Linked DNA regions of Mus musculus: region 2 is linked to region 1. Evidence: chromatin contacts called from public Hi-C data. All regions are on one chromosome and are shown on one strand. The core of a region is the stretch at or near the end of the contact, and the rest is flanking DNA. Distances in the headings are between cores, read along the strand shown. Region 1 has its middle 130 kb from the start of Gm31258. Region 2 overlaps Mir99ahg (Mir99a and Mirlet7c-1 host gene (non-protein coding)).

The links. A called contact is a pair of places that touch in the nucleus more often than the background predicts.
Region 2: a contact with region 1 is called in a Hi-C map of bone marrow-derived macrophages, with 1.9 times the contacts expected there. The contact joins two enhancer-like sites. A contact is called at or near these places in 2 of 15 datasets of contacts at CTCF or cohesin (pro-B cells and stem cell-derived epiblast-like cells), 25 of 484 Hi-C or Micro-C datasets (the C10 cell line, the HL-1 cell line, the HPC-7 cell line and 14 more) and 2 of 115 datasets of contacts at active chromatin or transcription factors (acute myeloid leukemia and stem cell-derived neural progenitor cells).

The regions. Positions count from the first base shown.
Region 1 is chr16:77,172,085-77,177,615 of GRCm38.p6, reverse strand. No RefSeq gene overlaps it. Among named protein-coding and RNA genes, the nearest start is that of Gm31258, 130 kb to the left of the region's middle. Within about 2 kb of position 3,020, at least 36 of the 459 cell types and tissues checked have an H3K27ac peak or open chromatin away from gene starts, as enhancers often do. A contact at or near this core is called in bone marrow-derived macrophages, where this site is marked.
Region 2 is chr16:77,441,943-77,447,473 of GRCm38.p6, reverse strand. All of the region lies in intron 2 of Mir99ahg (Mir99a and Mirlet7c-1 host gene (non-protein coding)), which reads right to left. Among named protein-coding and RNA genes, the nearest start is that of 9430053O09Rik, 24 kb to the right of the region's middle. Within about 2 kb of position 3,248, at least 27 of the 459 cell types and tissues checked have an H3K27ac peak or open chromatin away from gene starts, as enhancers often do. A contact at or near this core is called in bone marrow-derived macrophages, where this site is marked.

The DNA.
Region 1 (5,531 bases), core at 1,771-4,270:
AGCCAACATCTGTGCAAAGAGCACAGACTTCAGAGTTAGAGGCCATATCTTATGTATGTGCCTACGTTGTATCACTTCTATAAAACAGCTGTCTCTTGTGAGTCTATGCCAATGCCTGGCAAATACAGAAGTGGGTACTCACAGTCATCTATTGGATGGAACACAGGGCCCCTAATGAAGGAGCTAGAGAAAGTACCCAAGGAGCTAACGGCGTCTGCAACCCTATAGGAGGAACAACAATATGAACTAACCAGTACCCCCTCCCCCCAGAGCTGTGTCTCTAGTTGCATATGTAGCAGAGGATGGCCTAGTCAGCCATCAATGGGAGGAAAGACTCTTGGTATTGCGAAGATCATATGCCCCAATACAGAGGAATGATAGGGCCAGGAAGCAGGATTGGGAAGTTTGGGGAGCAGGACAGGGGGAGGGTATAGGAGGTTTGGGAGATAGCATTTGAAATGTAAATGAAGAAAATACCTAATAAAAATTTCAAAAACAAAAACAAAAAAAAAAAGGAATAGATGACAAAATGTAGTGGAAATACTTTGTAAATCAGAATGTCCCAGGGCACTGCAGTTAATCTCAGACAATTATTATATATTCATAAGCATCTAGAGTTTCCATGGAAGAATCCATTTGTAACATAAATCTGTTCATCTATATTTTTCCAAGCCAGTCATTTAAATAGGATGTGTTCTCTTACTTGCCTCATTGCAAGGGAAATAAAAGATGCTTTACCAAGCGTCCTTAACTCACAGTTGTCTTATTCTCCCACTTGGTAACCTCAACATGTCACATACGAAGTAAACTTTGTGAACAGCACAAAAGCTTACTTAGAAGACATTCCATGCATATTGCTATACGAGACAACTTCATGGTCCGACAATTAAACATTCTTGGTAAATTTCAGTAATTTTCCTTTTCAGTTTTGTCTCCCTTGAAAGTCTCATTAAGAATATACTGATATACTTCTTTGGAGGAAAGGAAGAAATTGTAGATTATATTCTTAAAACATGTCTGCTTGCTGAAAAATATAGATTGAAAAATACAGCATTGATAAAAATTTATCTGGATATAGCTCAAATATTAGCTCAAAAATTTTATTCCTGGTAATATGCACACACACACACACACACAGTGTAATTTTATTGTTATGCTCCTATAGCAAAAATAATAATAGGTTTAACCTTAGGCTCAAAATGTACCAAGATTCAGGTTCTTGGCCACTTTAGCAGAGTCATATATGATTCCATGTCATGGGGATCAAACAAATGCGATCAAACAGGACTTGTGTCCATATCACCTCATTGAGACTGTGGTAGCCTGCACAAACCTGCACTGGTTCAAACCCAGACAAGGCTCCAAGTACTGAGAAGAAAATAGACATGGGGTTTCATCGCTAAACAAGAAGCAATTTGCATTTAATATTTACTGCAGAAAGGAAAATACATTTTCTCCAATGGGTGTCACTGGGTATTTGAACCACACTCCAGGATATACCCCATGCCCAAGAATAGCTGTCCAAAAAACAAGAAACACACACACACTCAGAAGCCTTTGTGATTATTTTGGCGACTTTAGGTAGGTTTTTGTTGTTTTCTGGGGGCTCTTTTGTTGTTGTTTTGCTTTGCTTTGACTTAAGGTTTTTGCTTTGATTTTTGTTTTCTTTGTATGTTTTGTTTTTGAGGAGGAATGGTCATGGAGAAAAAGCATGACCAAAATATGTTGTAGGAAATATTTCAAAGAAAGAAAAAGGAAGGAGTTCACTTAAAATAAATCAGGGAAGGTGCGAGAATACACTGATGAATTAGGTAAGAGAAGTAAAAACTCATAATTTGAAAACTATACAATTTTATACCTACTGAAACTTTAGGAAATAAATCAGAGATTTTTTTTTTTTTATGGCACAGTAGTACAAAATGCCAGCCCTGGAAAGTCAAATAAGCCCATTTTGTGCAGTTGATAATATAGTACAGGAATGTTGAAATGATTTCCCATAATCAAAGAGAATGGTTTCGACACACTTGTGTGGAAACAAGAACAAGAGGAGAAAACCATGGTAAACCAGATAAAATGAAGGATGAGAGTGGAGAAGTGTCATTTGACATTTGACCAAATCTATGCACTTTAATGTTCCCTACAAATAAAATAACAACCGTGCTGTTTACACATGCTCTCCCTCCGTCCTGGAGATAGGCCAAGGCTCCACAACTGAACACTTTATCTGTCTGCAAGGAAGACCAGGCAAAGGCAGTGCACAGATGCCCTCTTTTCTGCTTCAATCTGTGTTAAAAGCCTTAGTGTTTAGGGTAAGTTACATATTCAATTGGTCTTAATATTTATAAAAGCAGAGCAATATTGGCCTTTGCTTGCACAACTTGTTCTCGGCTCTCCGAGGCTTATATCATGGTTGTCTGTCATCATTTTCATATATCTGATGATGTAGTTTAACATTTATTTTGAGCACACGGTATTGCTGGTAGACATTTTTTTCTTTTTATTAAAAGCTTTAAACGAGCTAAAAAGAATTCTGGACATTCGCAATAGGATTTCAAAGCTTAAAGAGATATAAGAGGTCATCCAGCATCTTCAGATTTATAGATAGAAACTAAGACCCAGGAAGTTGAGGACAAGCTATGCTTATAGAGCAGTGTTGCAGAATAAGAAGGGAGATTGCACAATCAGAGAGCAAGGATGTCAGTGTTGAAATCAACCCACGATTTATAAGTGTGAAATATTAGGAAATTACTTAGCCCTCAATTGGGGATTGTGACATATCTAAAGTCCACTAATCTATTTGTGAACTTAAGTTCATTCATCTGAAAAAAGAAATGGAGATGATAATAAGCTTTCAGATCGACTGATAGATACAAAGATTATGTATTAAAATACTTTAAAAATAGATTAGTTGCTATTTTAAACTTACTAGCAGAGGTTTTTAAAATCCTCAATCTTGCTTGTTCTTACAGAATGTGATGTCCGAGTGAGCTAGTCATGCTCTTAAATGCTTTTAGTTAAAAAGGCCCTGCTTCTTGCCGTCACCCTTCAACAGTGTCTTTATGAAGCCTAGGTGATTAAGCCATACGGTGGGTCCTCAACATTGAATGTGAGATGCTACAGGCAGCCCAGCTCAAAGAGTTCAGGAAATGCTTTATGCTACGGCTTTGGACTTGAGAGACACAGTTTATGGATATAGAAAAGGGTTCTAGAAAGGTCTGTAGTAAGAAAAATCGGCTTATCCAAAATTTCTTTGCCACACTTAATAAGTGATGACTGTTAATAACTGAAAGATTAAACATTGCACATAAAACTTCTTCCCTAAGAATTGCATATAGAAAGAGTTGCAAAAGGCACAGAGGCACGGGGTTAATGGAATGGATAGCTTAGAGATGATGGATTAGTCCCTTCTAAGTATTAAGTGTCTAGACAAGTGGCTTATTTTCACTTTGCATGATTCACATACAGGATGTGTAAATCGGAGGAGAAGCCGAATGAATATAGGACTTAATACTATAAAGTACTGAAGAATAAGATAGTGGCATTGCCTGTCTTTAACACCGTTATTGTAATGAACACCTTGAATTTGTAATTTTAAGCCTTCTGTAATTTTTTTTCCTCAGTAAATTATACCTCCTAATTTTATATCCACAAACCATGATTCTATCCCGTTAAAAACAAGCATCTCAATCTATATATGGAAAAAAAAACAACAAAAAGTTTCTTAAAATTAAAAATGTATTATCAAGAAGGACTTGTCTTACTTGAAGGACTCTAAATTATCTGTCAGCATCTATTTAAAAAAAAATGAAGCATCAGATCTTTTAAGCTCTGAAACTGCAGAAGTCATATTAAGGTCTCTGCTATAAAAGGAAGTGTTTTTTCTACAGGTAGGTAATATTTTACAGACAGATTACAAACCATCACCTCACACGGACGGACAGAGAGGCACTGTAGTGGCTGTAACTTAATCTCCACGTTCTGGCGATCTCAAATCTCTGGAGTGTCACTTTATGGTTTACAATGCAGTTACATCACAATCCCTCAATAGAATTACAGCCTGCTCACTAATCTCTCCCTATCAGGTATCCTGTGAGGAAGGAAGTTGTGAGGCCCCAAAAGAAAGACTCAGTGGCGTGAATGATTGCATTCAGTCTCTTTCCACAACAATATCTGTAAGTCTGGAGGTGATAAATGGCACCCATGTTATAAATGAGCAACAGGGTCAGTAGCAGCAAGGAGCCAAGGGTTCAAAGAAAAGGCTCCGTCCTGATGGGTTCAGGAAAAGGCCACATACTGCTGGCGTGCATCATGGCAGATAAATCCTCCAAGATGGCTTGTTGCAATTACAAAACAGAATTAGAAAAGGCTGTTATTAAAGAGCCAAGATTTCTGTCCAGGAGTTGAACAAAGAACATTGATTAGCACAAAAGACATTCTTTTTCCAGTGGGGGGTGAAAAAATCCTGACATGACAAGAATCCTGGTGGAAAATATCCTCAAATTGCTAAACGATTCATTAACACTGAAAGACAAGTAACTGGATAACATGTTTATTTTCTTGGGCTCTTTTTTTTTTTAACCTCCTGTAAACAGTTACAAAGAGTTCAGGAGAGACACTGGTTGAATAACTTCTCTAAAGCTAGGAGGCTTCATCCTGGCTCTACAGAACCTCCTCTGTTGAATTAAATAAAGTTAATATGCTCTGCACTTATCAACTAAAATATAGGATTTCTCTGAGCTTATATCTGTTAAAGACCTTGTGTTAGGGTAAAATCATCTGAGAAATTCTCATTTGCCTGTTTCGCAATGAAGATCATGAAACCCTGACCCTATTCACACTGTCTGATGCGTAAAGGAGAAATTAGGATTTCAATGGTATGGATAGTGAATCCCTGGTGCCTACTTCAACCTTTTGCTCAGGAGGTAGTTTTCTCAAACAAATAGTTTTCTCAAACAAATGAGACTTGTTCCCTGGAGAGAATTACTCTGCCCCTGGCTCAATTGCTATATATGTCTGTGTAGGTTTCAATGTCTACTTTTACTTGGCATTTATTTGTTAATAAAGCCCATTTGCATCATACTGACACTTTCTGTTAGGATAATGGTGCAAAACTAGGTTAGAATATGGGAAGGGGCAGACATTCCCGTTTCCATTACTGTTCATACAGAGAGGTCTTACACCAAAGATCTAGAAGAGAGGCAAGAGGACATCCTGCCTTAGTTATTTTTTTAACTGGGTATTTATTTCATTTACATTTCCAATGCTATCCCCAAAGTCCCCCACACGCTCCCCCACACACTCCCACTTCTTGGCCCTGGCGTTCCCCTGTACTGAGGCATATAAAGATTGCAAGACCAATGGGCCTCTCTTTCCACTGATGGCCAAATAGGCCATCTTCTGATTCATATGCCACTAGAGACACGAGCTCTGGGGAAGGGGGGGGTGGGTACTGGTTAGTTCATATTGTTGTTCCACCTATAGGATTGCAGATCTCTTTAGCTCCTTAGGTACTTTCTCTAGCTCCTCCATTG
Region 2 (5,531 bases), core at 1,999-4,498, 270 kb before region 1:
CCTTGTTCAGCCAAGCACAAAGGAACACTTTGGCTTGCTTTGTGTCATTTATCAGCCCTCCCAGGTTTCCCCAGGCATATTCTGTACTTAAATTGACATTTTGCAATTTCTATTTTCGTTGAGAAAATTCAAAAATATATTTTTCAAAGACCTTTTCCAATGCTTAGTAGGAGGTGAAACAGTACTGGATATAGAATTGTTTAGCCGAAGGGACTATGTTGGGAAGTAGGCGATTTGGGGTTTGCTTGTAGATTTGTTTTTGTTTTTTGTCTTTGATTCACTGGCATATTGTTCCTGTTAATTTATCGTTTGAGAATTTCATTCATGCAGATACCCTGCTTTGATACGTCAATTTCCTTCAGAGTCGGCGATGCTATTAATAACATTTCTATGACAGTAGGAGGGGGAGGCAAAGGAAGCAAGGGGTTCATCTAAAATTTATACAGTGTTTAACCTATTTTTACATCTCAGCGTTTAGTTCTCAAGCTTATTTTGACTACAGTAAAAAGTGGATTGTTTTCTTGAATTTCTTGCAGTGGATGGCAACTTTCAGGTTTTATCTTCAATGTGCGAACAGTAACACAATCAGCCAGATCGTCACTGGCTCTAGATTTGTGCGTTTCTATGCATTGGGGGAGATTAACAGGTGTCTCAAGTTCTTTAGAGATCCCCACGATAAACAGGTCCATAAGGAGGAGCACTGGGATCTTATAAATGATATATATAAAACATTATAGAATAGATCTTCGTAGTTGCCTTAAATACATATTTCAGTGGAACAGTTCCATTTACATTGCTGTTTGTTGATTACCACACCCAGGTCTAGGATTTCTACACCATCTCCACTGAAAAGCTGCATTATTAAAACCACAGGTCTCATCTGTCCCTTCCTTCTACCTCAGTAACCATAAGCATTGGTATTTTTCTTTATCCATTTGCCTATTCTATTGACCCCAGACGGTGATACTATTACAATATTTCTCTTCCTGTTTCTGGCTTTTTTTTAATAGCATTATGCGAGCAAGGATCCTTCATATGAAGAATGTTAACAGGACATTCACTCTTATTTAAGGCTGAATAATATTCAAGTATATATATATACCACCTTTTTTCCTCAGTGATCATTTGGGATTTTTTCTTTCTAGGGAATTATTGTAAATAATGCTGCTATGAATGTAAATGTGCAAGTATATGGTTCTCACTTCCCTTTTGTGTCTATGCCCCGAATGTCAGGCTTTTGTTGCTACGAGACACTAGAAATGCATTTTTTAGGTACAGAATTCAGCAATTCCTTCATCCTTTTATTACTGCATCAGTCTGAATTCCATCATCCATTAAATAAAGTCTAATAATCGTATTCATAGACTTCATTGTGCAGCCTGTGCTTGATAGACAGCACTGGCTTCAAATCTTCCTGTTGCTCTTCGTCTAACATGCAAGTCTGGTTACCAAAACTGCAGAGTGATAGAAATTACTTTCATTTATAAAACACCATAAGAAGAAAGAATTTTCAGAAAGAGAATTAAAACATTTTATTGACAGTGCACATATTTAGTGATCAATGCCAACTTTGGTTCGTTACAGCAGCTCTTTATTTTGAAATCTTTCTAAATATGTTACTTGTTACTCTGAAAGTTCAATAGCGATACACCATCAATTGAAATTTAGTGCACTCCAGAGAAAGCATTAAACCTTAGTTTCAAAATTGAAGACGTATCAACTCATACAAACGTAGAGACCAACTGTATGAAAGGAATGTTTTCAGGTTAATGCATGCCTTTTCCTCCAACTACATCATCAACCTTTTCCTTTTAGTTAAAACTTTAGACGTATGAATATATCTCTCACTTTAATAATGCATCACAAACTATGGACGCCACACAGCTTTCAAGCTACATAAAGTTATTGATGGCACAATGATCACAGAATGCAAGCATGTGCAATATGATTTGTTTGCGAAACAATAGATATTTTATGGTCCATTTCCTCCACAGAATGCTCAAAACCTTATTAAGTTTACCCAGGGTCTTTGCCCTTTCATGTTCATATGGTTTATATGTGCTGTGGCATGATGTGAATTGGATGTTAAACTCTACACATTTTCCTTCCCATCTGCTCTTGGTTCAAGGCCGTAGTAAAAGAGAAAAGTAAATAATCCCAGCTTTTCTTTAATATCATTCTTCATGTTTCCCACACTCAACTGAATTTTATTACAGAATCAGTCTCTGACTTCCTATTTATTTTATCCTTCGGTCAAACCTCAAGGTAACACCTTTCATGGGTTCATATATTAAGTTTCTTTTATGGAAATGTCAAAATTGTCTCTGTACTGAAGGAATCCAGAGCACATGCTTATATGCGCCTATAAATTTACTCTGCGATACTTATTGGCAATGCTGACATTTAGTGCTCACTATGTCCTATATGTAATGCAAAACTGTAATTACTTTCTTTTAACGTATAAATATGTTTTATTTCAGGTCATTTACTTCTTATAGGAACCATGAACACTTCTCTGACTGTGCAAGTGTACTAATGATTCTACGCGTGTATACACAAGATATGATGTCTAAGCTTCAGTTTGCTTAGTTTCCTCCTGAGGTTGCATACAAGGTAGGGAGTAAACATATATATATTACCAATTAAAAGGAGTACTTCCTCATAGTATGAGTTAATTGCACAATAAAAAAAGTAGTCTGCGAGAGGTCTTCATTTCTGAGATTTCTCTGATAAACTACCCAAGGTTCTAGCTAGTCAAACTATTGCTGACCGTGAACGGCCAGAGATCATCACCATCAGTGAGTTAGGAATTCTAGCTCTTACAGCCCCGAATCTGGATAGATCCCCAACATAAAGTATACATTGTAACTTTTGAGCACATCTGGTCTACACTATCTTAAATCTTTGAGAGTCAGTTTTTTGAGCATACGGTAAACCACCTGCATTCAAGCATGTGAAGAGAGAACTGTGTCCTTTGAAAAGTAATATTTGAATTTGGTGCGTCTTCACAAGATGTGTCAATCAGATACATGGATGAAACCTCCACCCCTTTGTCTCCATACACGGACTTAGATTATTCATTGAACAGGCTCCTGAATTAGACGATATGAGGTTGTGTTTGCTATATAACTCCCTGCGATACACAAGCTCTGGCTTGCTCTTTATGTCCTGAATTTCCATGGCTCAGACAGAGGTGGAATAAGAACAAGGATTAGTTGTTGCCACTAGAGGGCAGTAACAACAATTTAATAATACAAAGCATGTTCCTGCTTGTCCCCAGCACAGGGAAACAATGAGTTTGTGTGGGTGAGGTCTTAGGAACCTCTGGTTCTAAAAGAAGGAACAATGCCTTAGAGATAAATTAACTAAAACTCTTTTATTGCCATCGTGTTCAAATCACACTTTGCGAGGCTTTCAAGGTTAAAAAGTCTTGTTTGCATGTCCTACTCCTAACTATGAGAACAGGCTATTTTCTCTGGTAAGAGCTTGAAAATAGATGGCTGTTTATTAGAAGTAGGCTCTCAGCATAAATATTGAAAGAAATTCATTACTGTGGATTTAAGACCTTTCACTTTTTTATGAGAGTATACATACACAATTTCTAAGTGCAAGTGTTCAGAATTTTCATGGAAAATCATACTGGATAGACAAATTCGTCTTTTACTAGGTATCTCCCTCATAAATTCTCTATGAGCACCATAAGAAAATGCTCCATCAAGCTAAACAGTAGGAGGGAACACACGAGTTCGAATAAAAGGATGTAGGATTCTAGCACCTACAAATTCAATTCTATTGATATCCTCGTTAGCATTCAAATATGTCTGCTTGCTATTCTGAGGGTTTCCACGTGAATATTTAGCAATTTTCTCAAGGAAAGGGAAGAGAAGCTTCTTAATCAAACTGTAAGTTCCTTTGCAGATATAATTATGCAACCTCATTGTCATTCTTGATGCTCCAGGAATTGAGAAACACATGTTAATGTTGATCAGATCTGCCCTGTAATGACCCATACGACACTGGAAAGTGCAAACTCAATGCTCCTCTGACCATGAGGCGCCCCTAACTCTGTCAGAGTGGTCATTTACTGATACTTTTATATCTAACGAGATATAAAGAGCAAATATATAGATATACATATATATAGATAGACAGATAGATATAGATATAGATATATAGATATATAGATATATAGATATTAGATATGAAGACACCCATAGTGTATTATTCGAGTCAATATGTACAAAATCACAAAGTCAAGTGAGGTTTATACACATTTCTAGACGCTTACACTCTGTCCTTGTGCTTCCCTTTTATGGTGGGTACCTGGAATTACTCATAAGTACCTGACACCTTCACCATGCTGTAAGCTGCCCTGCGCCCTGCTCTAGACTGATTCCCAGAAGAAACAGATGGTTGGGAAGTGGGATGGATGCTAAAGCAACAGCCCCATAGCGAGAACTGGGAAACTGAATCCAATCCAACTTGAAAAGGTTTGCACGAAGTCCAACCGAGGTTGCCTTGGCTTATCCAAGACAATGATTTCTACATTTCCAAAAACTATTGTTTTATTTATTTAGCTCTCAAGGATGATGTGTTTGGTTTGTATTTAGAGCTATGCAGTAAATAAATAAAAAAAACCTATATTACAAAAAGGCAAGGTCTAGAGATTCAACCTTGACAGTCTGGCGAGTGGGTATTGTAATGTTACACAATCTGACAGTATCTAGGTGCTTACATATGGTATGCTAGACATCTTAGGTGTGTTTACATACTGAGGAAGAGCATGAATGGCTAAATGAAGTAGTTTTCAGATTGACAAAAATCTGAAGGCATGTAAGTTCTGGGCCATTGAGGGATAGGCCTGAATTTACATTTCTGTGTCTGAGGACTTCACTCTGTTTGTCACATAAATATTCATGAGAATTTATTTATTTCTAGAATTAGTCCATGAAAGATGTGTTTCTGGATAGGTGTGCATCAATATTGACACATGCAGTCTGAAAGTGTTGGTACTTCTCAAACTCAACTTTCCCATTGTGTTTGCAGCTAAAATCCATAATGAGTTCAGTATCAAACCAGTCAGTGGATGGCCACTTCTCCTTGGAGACTAGCCATAATTTCAGTTCTCTTCTATCGTGGGCTTGGACACAGACCTACATACTCATTTATGATTAAACTGGAGATACTTATTAAAAGGTAAGTATGAAGAATCATTACATTTTTCAGGACAATGATAATAATTTTGAATGGTCTCATATTTTTTCTTTTAACTTAACACATAGTGTAGAAACAAAACATATGAAATTTTCTAAACTACTAACATTCAGGTGCCAGACCTAAAAGAAAAAAATTCAAGAACAGCTTGTCTGTTTGGCTTTATCCCTTTGTTCACAAAATAATGTATTTAAGAACATAAATCATTACTTGACACTCGAGTTAGAAATGAACAATATACATCACATTTCCAGACCAAAACAAAAGCAAGCAAGCAAGAGAAAAACCAACAAAAATATCACACCCGCAATAAAAGA